Regions from separate parts of the Gasterosteus aculeatus genome. Here region 1 is linked to region 2. Evidence: chromatin contacts called from public Hi-C data. All regions are on one chromosome and are shown on one strand. Each heading gives the region's core, a stretch centred on a gene start, on an enhancer-like site or on the middle of the called end of the contact. The rest is flanking DNA. Distances are from core to core; before and after follow the strand shown.

Region 1 (3,652 bases), core at 736-3,235, 110 kb after region 2:
GCTTTCTTAATATGATTTTTTACAAATTTATCAGGGATATTTTGTAGTCTAAACACCCTCCAGTAGCATGAACCCAAATTAATGCTTGATGGCATCAATGATGCAAAGCTGTACGCGGCAGCACTGGTCCTTTTTCCTCTGTTTAAATGTATTATGTATCTGAGATTCATACATGTGTTTTTTCCCTGTTTCACTCCTAATCAAATGTCTGATTTCTATTTTTTTTATAGGCAATATATTGGACAGTATGCTACTAAGAGCATCCAGTAAGGAGTCAAGGGAGAGTGGGAAGGAGACCAGTGGCAGCACAGCTCCATCATTGTCCCTCCAACGGCTACTGTGGTGTCACTGTTATCACCACTGCCCCGAAGATTCAACCAACAACACGTGCAGGTACCGTAAGGGATTAAGGATTAACGATGAATCGGCCAAGCTAACACACGTTTGTGCGTGATTTAACCTGATCTTGTCTCAGTGGTTGCTTTAATTACGCTGCTAATAATACTGTGTAATGTTTTTCCAGGACTGATGGCTATTGTTTCACGATGGTGGAGGACGAGGGAGGAGTGCCGGTCCTAACGGCGGGATGCCTCGGCCTCCGGGGATCAGAATTTCAGTGTAGGGTGAGTGCACCTCTGCCTTTTGTTACCCTCTCTCTAACATGCTCTATCTAAGATATTGATTTCGATAGAAGGAAGCAGATTTTTTCTGACCTAACCATTTATACTTGTGTCATTACATTTAAAGCTGTTACTGAAAATATTTTTTATTTCAGATTAATTACATTTTTCTTTTTTAATATTAGATTAGTAGTTCAAATCAAATTATAATTATAATAAAATAATTATTACTAAAAATCTGCTATCACACCATGGGGAGGCAGGTAGTAGCAAAACCAATACAATAAAATTCAGCGATTTAATCAACACAGTGAACACAAAAACACAAAAACAAAAAGAGAAATTAGAAGTAAACTTGTGTGTCTTCCAGGAGAGGGGAAACTCTCAACGCAGATCACTGGAGTGCTGTACAGACGAGGATTACTGTAACAAAAACCTGCATCCCATACTGCCGCCACTCAAACCACCTCGTAAGTTTTTCTGTCTCTCTTATCTCGTCCGTCCACAACTCTTTCTTCACCGTGTAACACAAGAATCGTTTTTTAAGAACGCCTTGTTCTCCAGCTGACGGGTAACAACAACAGTGTGGCATTGACATGGACGGGGCCGAGGACTGTGAAGGATGCCGTTAGAGCACATGGCGTTCAGAGATAGAGATATTATGACGTTGTCAGAGAGATAAAGATGGCTTAAATGGGGGGAGACAGCAGGAGTGTCAGACAGTCCTGCCGCTTGCAAAAGCGGATCAGGAAGAGAATCCATCGACTGGGCTGACGTTGCTCGAGCGCAATGTGATCTGTGCTTGATTTACGGGACGGCGGTTCCGTTCAAGTGACTTGTGGGAATGATTGATTTCATCGTATTATTTCCCTTAGAGGTTGAGTTTTTTTTACAGGTTTTCATTTGAGTATCTGGACCAGAAAACGTATCCAACCTTTCTTCTTAAGAATGTCCATTGGTTGCACTTATTTTTTGTTCTGATAGTATTTCATGAATCCTTATTCCTTAATATTTTCCCTCTTCTCCATATAATTAGAATTTTCCTCTGTTGCTGCAGTGCACACATTATTTCTGACCTTTTCATTCTCCCCTCTCCAGTCTATGTAGATGGAAACATCCACAACGAAGCCATGACAATCTCAGTCATTGTGTGCAGCGTTATCCTGGTTTTCATTATTGTCTTCTGCTACTTCAGGTGATTACAGAGAGTTTGTATTCCTTATAATACTTTTTTTTCCTCCTCCTTTGTGACAAGGAACGCCAAATAACTGTGTTTTTACAGGTATAGACGTCAGGAGTCTCGCGGGCGGTACAGCATTGGTCTGAAGCAGGATGAGACCTACATCCCCCCCGGAGAGTCTCTGAGGGACCTGATAGAGCAGTCGCAAAGCTCTGGCTCAGGCTCGGGGCTCCCTCTATTGGTGAGATACTCGTGTTGCAGCCGAGGTCTCATTTCCAGTCCGAGAGTCCCACAAAACCTCATTTGAGGTTCCACTCGACGTGTGAGGAGCTGAATACGCTAAAACCAACCCCCCCGTTTTCCATCTTCGGCTCTTCTTTAGGTGCAGCGAACAATAGCCAAGCAGATCTATATGGTGAAGCAGATCGGCAAGGGGAGGTACGGCGAGGTGTGGATGGGCAGATGGAGGGGAGAAAAGGTGGCGGTCAAAGTCTTCACCACCACTGAGGAGGCTAGTTGGTTCAGAGAGACTGAGATCTACCAGACAGTCCTAATGAGACATGAGAACATACTGGGTAAGACTGGTGTCTGTCTCTGTGTCTTTTTCTCCCCCTTGTTACTGACATTCAGATTCGTCTCTATTCATATCGATTTAGACACAACGCAACCGTCTGTTATTTGTTTGTGTTTTTAATTATTGTCTTTCAAGTGAATCAAAGAAAACTCGGTGTGCTCCATCCCAGTTAACAAAGAGCCCAACATGAATTTGAAGGAAAAGCAATAAATAAGTCTTTCTCATATAGTATCAGTTAAACAAAACAACCCTGAATTATGGATGAACGGATGGATGAACTGGTGTGTCGAGAGGTGACTGCAGAATTAACAGTAAATACACGCCACAGTTGAACTGGGACTGTGTCCATTATTAACTATGCTGCCCTGCACTGCACTCACTGCCAAAACAAATCAATTATAGCCAAGAGACCATACACCCCGACACATTATAAAGAAGACAACAACAGACTGCCAGCCAAGGCTTGTATAATTAAACACTACAGGTTGCATAGCAATTAAGTAGTGGGGCAAAAGATCACTTGCCAGTAAACTGGAAGACAGACTATTTGCAGACAGTAAATACCTCCACAGGAAATACTTTGCCAAGATAGCATTATATAATTGAGGGATACAGGACATCTTTCTAAAAATAAACTTAATATATAATGTTTAAAATGACTTAAATGTACTGTATACAGACCTTGCATGATTAGTTTTAAAAGTAATTTAAACTAAACTAAACTAATTAAGACAGATGTACTTCGGTAGTTGTGATGTGACATATGAAAAGGAAGCTTTCACACACCTTAATTTAGATTAGATTAATTTAGTAGTAATATATATATAATTATTATTATTTGCCTTTGTCTATAGTGACTTTACATATTTGCTTCTTCTTAAGTAAACAAATCTGTTTAACTCCTCTTAACTCGTATATTTCCAGGTTTTATAGCTGCTGATATTAAAGGAACCGGCTCCTGGACCCAACTCTACCTAATCACGGACTACCATGAAAACGGCTCCCTGTATGACTACCTGAAGTCGACTACTCTAGACAACAGAGCCATGCTGCGACTGGCCTACTCCTCCGTCAGAGGCCTCTGTCACCTCCACAACGGGATCATAGGCACTCAGGCCAAACCTTCCATCGCTCACAGGGACCTGAAGAGTAAGAACATACTGGTGAAAAGGAACGGGACCTGCTGTATAGCTGACCTGGGGCTGTCGGTCAAGTTTATCAGGTGAGGGAAGCATTTTTTGCCGTGAAGAAATACTAGTATAAAATGTTTCCCTTTGT
Region 2 (3,394 bases), core at 713-3,212:
TGTACATTATCTATGACCTGCCTCCCTCAGTAGTGAAATATTGATCTCCAACTGACTTTTGGGTTTGAGGACACAGTCCTGGTCACATGGCCAGCACCACTCAATAGTAATTAGTATTTTTCCATCGTCTGCCAAAAGCTAACTACAACACACGATTCAAACCAAAGCCACTAGTTTGTTCAATACTAATAGAACTCATTGACATGTGGAATTCTGACCTGCTTCGCTGTGTGAATGCAACACCACTGATGCGTTTTTCCATCCAGACAAGGTCACTCATCCAGATGGTGAAACAGAGAGGAAGCTACAGAGAAGAAGATGAGGGACATGGACTTATAACCTAACAAAGGAATATGTAGAAACAGGAATATATTAAATGGAAACACTTTGGAAAACATTTACCAACAGATCAAAGTAGGCTCTTTAAACTATGAAATGCTTGAAATCTATGAAATCCTATGGATGCTTTCCATTTTGAAGACATAGTAATTTAGTAAACTTTACAAGCCAAACAACAATTGTGCTGAGTTGTCAAAAGTCTGGTCTGTAACAGGCTTTTATGTGGAAAAAAAGTCAGTCAGGCAAATCAACATCACATTTCACCGGATTTATGAATTTAAAATGGTGTACTTCCTTATTAAAATGTGTTTGACATTAGCATTAACATTTACGTAGCACCAGATGTACTGGTGTACAGTTCCCTTCTGTGCTGACGTAAACTTAAACCAGTTTAGGCTATCAAGCCCGGCAGAATCACTGAGAACATCTGTTGTGTGTGCTTTGGGAATAGGATGTAGTCCTCAAATACATATGTGAAAGTGTGTGGAATAATGTGTGGAAAGACGCACACGCATCTGACAAACAATTACATGTTGGGTTCTTATTCCTATCAGATCAAACACTGATCCACATGCATGCACAGGGCGCAGATTAAGGCTATCCCTTGCTGCAGAGGCTTAGTTCACACATCTGTCTAAGCTCTGAATCCTTCACCTCCCTTTATTCCCTTCATCTCCTTTACAACATATCCAGCACCATAAAAAGCAATAACCATCAGATGAGGCGTGCTTCCTTCCGATGTCCCGTCGGCAGTCCAAAGAAGAATAAATCAAAATGTCTGTTTGCCCTTTTGAATTGGATCACGATGATATTAGCACCACAATTAATGAAGTTCTTCGCTGGCATCGTTTTGTTTGAATGGAAACATAAATTGAAATTGTGCATTGAACAACCAATCCCCATTAAAAAGAATGTTCATGATTTCACCATAATACAAAAAGAAACCTGAGTGAACAAACGAGAATTAGATCATGTGATAAGCATTTTTTTCCACGGTTGTACTATAGGGGGAGATTAAGAGAAAGCCTTTGAATGTGCTTATTTAGATAAATTGTACAATGGTATTTCCCTTCCACTTTTTTTTAACAAAAGTGCTTGTTTTGTGCGAGAAGTGTGTGCATGCAGGATGATGCATGCCCTGTGAGCTGTGGTGAATACGTTGGGAATGGGAAGACCAATTACTGTGATTTCATGAGTGATCTTAAAATATCTGTGAGTTGGGGACTGTGAACATAATGATGCCGCCGCAGAGCGAGCACTGTTTGGGCGAGGGAACATGCGCGAGAGCTCGCCTGCATGCATGCAAGCAAGAGGCTCCACAGACTGGTCAGCCTGTTAGTCGGATGGCCGTAATGCATGCGAATCAATAGTCATGAAAGGTGACGTGTTTGCATTGTAGTGTGTACGTATAGTTAACAAAACTGGCGGTTTTTAATGCCTGTTAATACTGGTAGAGTTAGTGAACATGGTGTCTGTTATGTAAGAATGTCTTAGTTAAAGGGTTAGAGCTCAAGGCTGGGCTGTATTACATGAGGGGTGGGGGAGAGGGAGGGAGGGAGGGAGAGAGAGAGAGAGAGAGAGAGAGAGAAAGGAGAGATGGCAGTATGTTTGAGGAGAAGCAAAAGCATGACAAGAGGGAAGGGCTAAGAGAGCAACGAAGAGCAACATGGGAGAGCGAGAGGGAGACGCATAGAGGGAGGTGAGCGGATAGGACAGAGACAGGCCTCCGATTCGGAGCTTGTTGCACGGCTGGTGTGGATGGGCGAGGAGGCAGCAGGCTGACGCCGAGTGGACGGACAGTGACAATGTGCAACGAGTGGGGGATTTAATATACATTACCAACTCGGTAACCCAAGTGTCAAACGGGACGCATTAGTTGGAGGACAATTTGTTGAACCGCAGACCACAGTGGATTAACAGAATGGATTCAACATTTGGTTCATTTGGAGATTAACTGGTGACGGCACGGCCACGGACGGCGGGCAGCACCGAACACGGCTGGACGAAGAAGTAAAAGAGGAATTTTCCTTTTTTTTTTCTACCGACAACATTTATAATATGAATTGACATTAAGTCTAGATAACATTTGGAATTTTCCAAAATATTTATACATTTTTTTTACAGATAACCTTTTCTTTTCCAGTATTTACTCTAGAAGTAAACGTTTGGACTTCACAAGGTAAACCCCCCCCCCCCCCTCCCCCCTCTATTCAGTCCAAAGTGGCCTGCTGCTTGGATGATTTACGAAGAAAAAGGGCTTCCCTCGCTGAAGGGGATTAATCTGGACATCACTGTATGACGACCTGAAGAAGACACCGTGCACGTCCCTTGGACCTCCTGTGCAGATGATACCACCATGGAGCCCCGGCACAAGCAAAGCAAAGTTCTAAACCCACTGCACCCTGCCAGGTTGGCAGTCCTGATAAGGTGTTTGAGCCATGTGGTCCACTGAGAGCATGGAGCCAGACAACGCCCACACCCAGAGAAGCTTCATCAACAAGGTGGACGTGCCTGACCATGCTCACTACATCGTTGCTGTATTTGTCGTCGTCATCGGGACGCTGGGCATCACTGGCAACGCGCTGGTTATGCTTGCCGTCTATAGGTGGGTTGGTTCAAGCAGATGTTGTTGTTCTGATTTACATTTTTATATTTTCGATGTACGTCTCTGTCCTTCAATCAGAGTCTCAAGGGGACGTTGTAATCACTCATGTGATTGTCTCGCAGGATGGACAGACAGGGGGACTGGGTTGTGTGGAGGTGCAAGACGCCTGATTGACTTAAGCGGCAAACGCATCCCAATCAAACTTGAGGGTTTATTTCCCTGCAGAGCAAGTGGCAGTATCTTCCACGTCTCTCAGGTTACAGAGAGTTAAAGGGGGGGATTATCTTATAAATCATTTTTGCATCTCAGTGTTCTGGTTGACACCGGTCGAATGAGCAGTTCGTCTTAGTAATGTTTCCTTGAGAAATATTTAAAGACCCCTGATGAAGATTATCCCAGATATGTGTGATGTATGACTGAGGCATTTAATGCTTATCATACTGTATTGGG

What was found. A called contact is a pair of places that touch in the nucleus more often than the background predicts.
Region 1: a contact with region 2 is called in a Hi-C map of skeletal muscle, with 6 times the contacts expected there. The contact joins the enhancer-like site here to the promoter of LOC120831325 in region 2. A contact is called at or near these places in 3 of 6 Hi-C or Micro-C datasets (skeletal muscle and whole body).

Annotation. Positions count from the first base shown.
Region 1 is chr13:9,362,461-9,366,112 of fGasAcu3.hap1.1, forward strand. It overlaps bmpr1ba (bone morphogenetic protein receptor, type IBa), which reads left to right. Exons shown (of 13, transcript XM_040196122.2): 4 at 231-393; 5 at 524-623; 6 at 991-1,090; 7 at 1,719-1,815; 8 at 1,903-2,041; 9 at 2,183-2,375; 10 at 3,299-3,596. Among protein-coding and RNA genes, the nearest start is that of LOC144386373, 24 kb to the left of the region's middle. Within about 2 kb of position 1,986, at least 1 of the 9 cell types and tissues checked has open chromatin away from gene starts, as enhancers often do.
Region 2 is chr13:9,255,955-9,259,348 of fGasAcu3.hap1.1, forward strand. LOC120831325 (melanopsin-A) reads left to right here and starts at 1,963. Exons shown (of 10, transcript XM_040196706.2): 1 at 1,963-2,349; 2 at 2,483-2,944. The coding sequence starts at 2,778.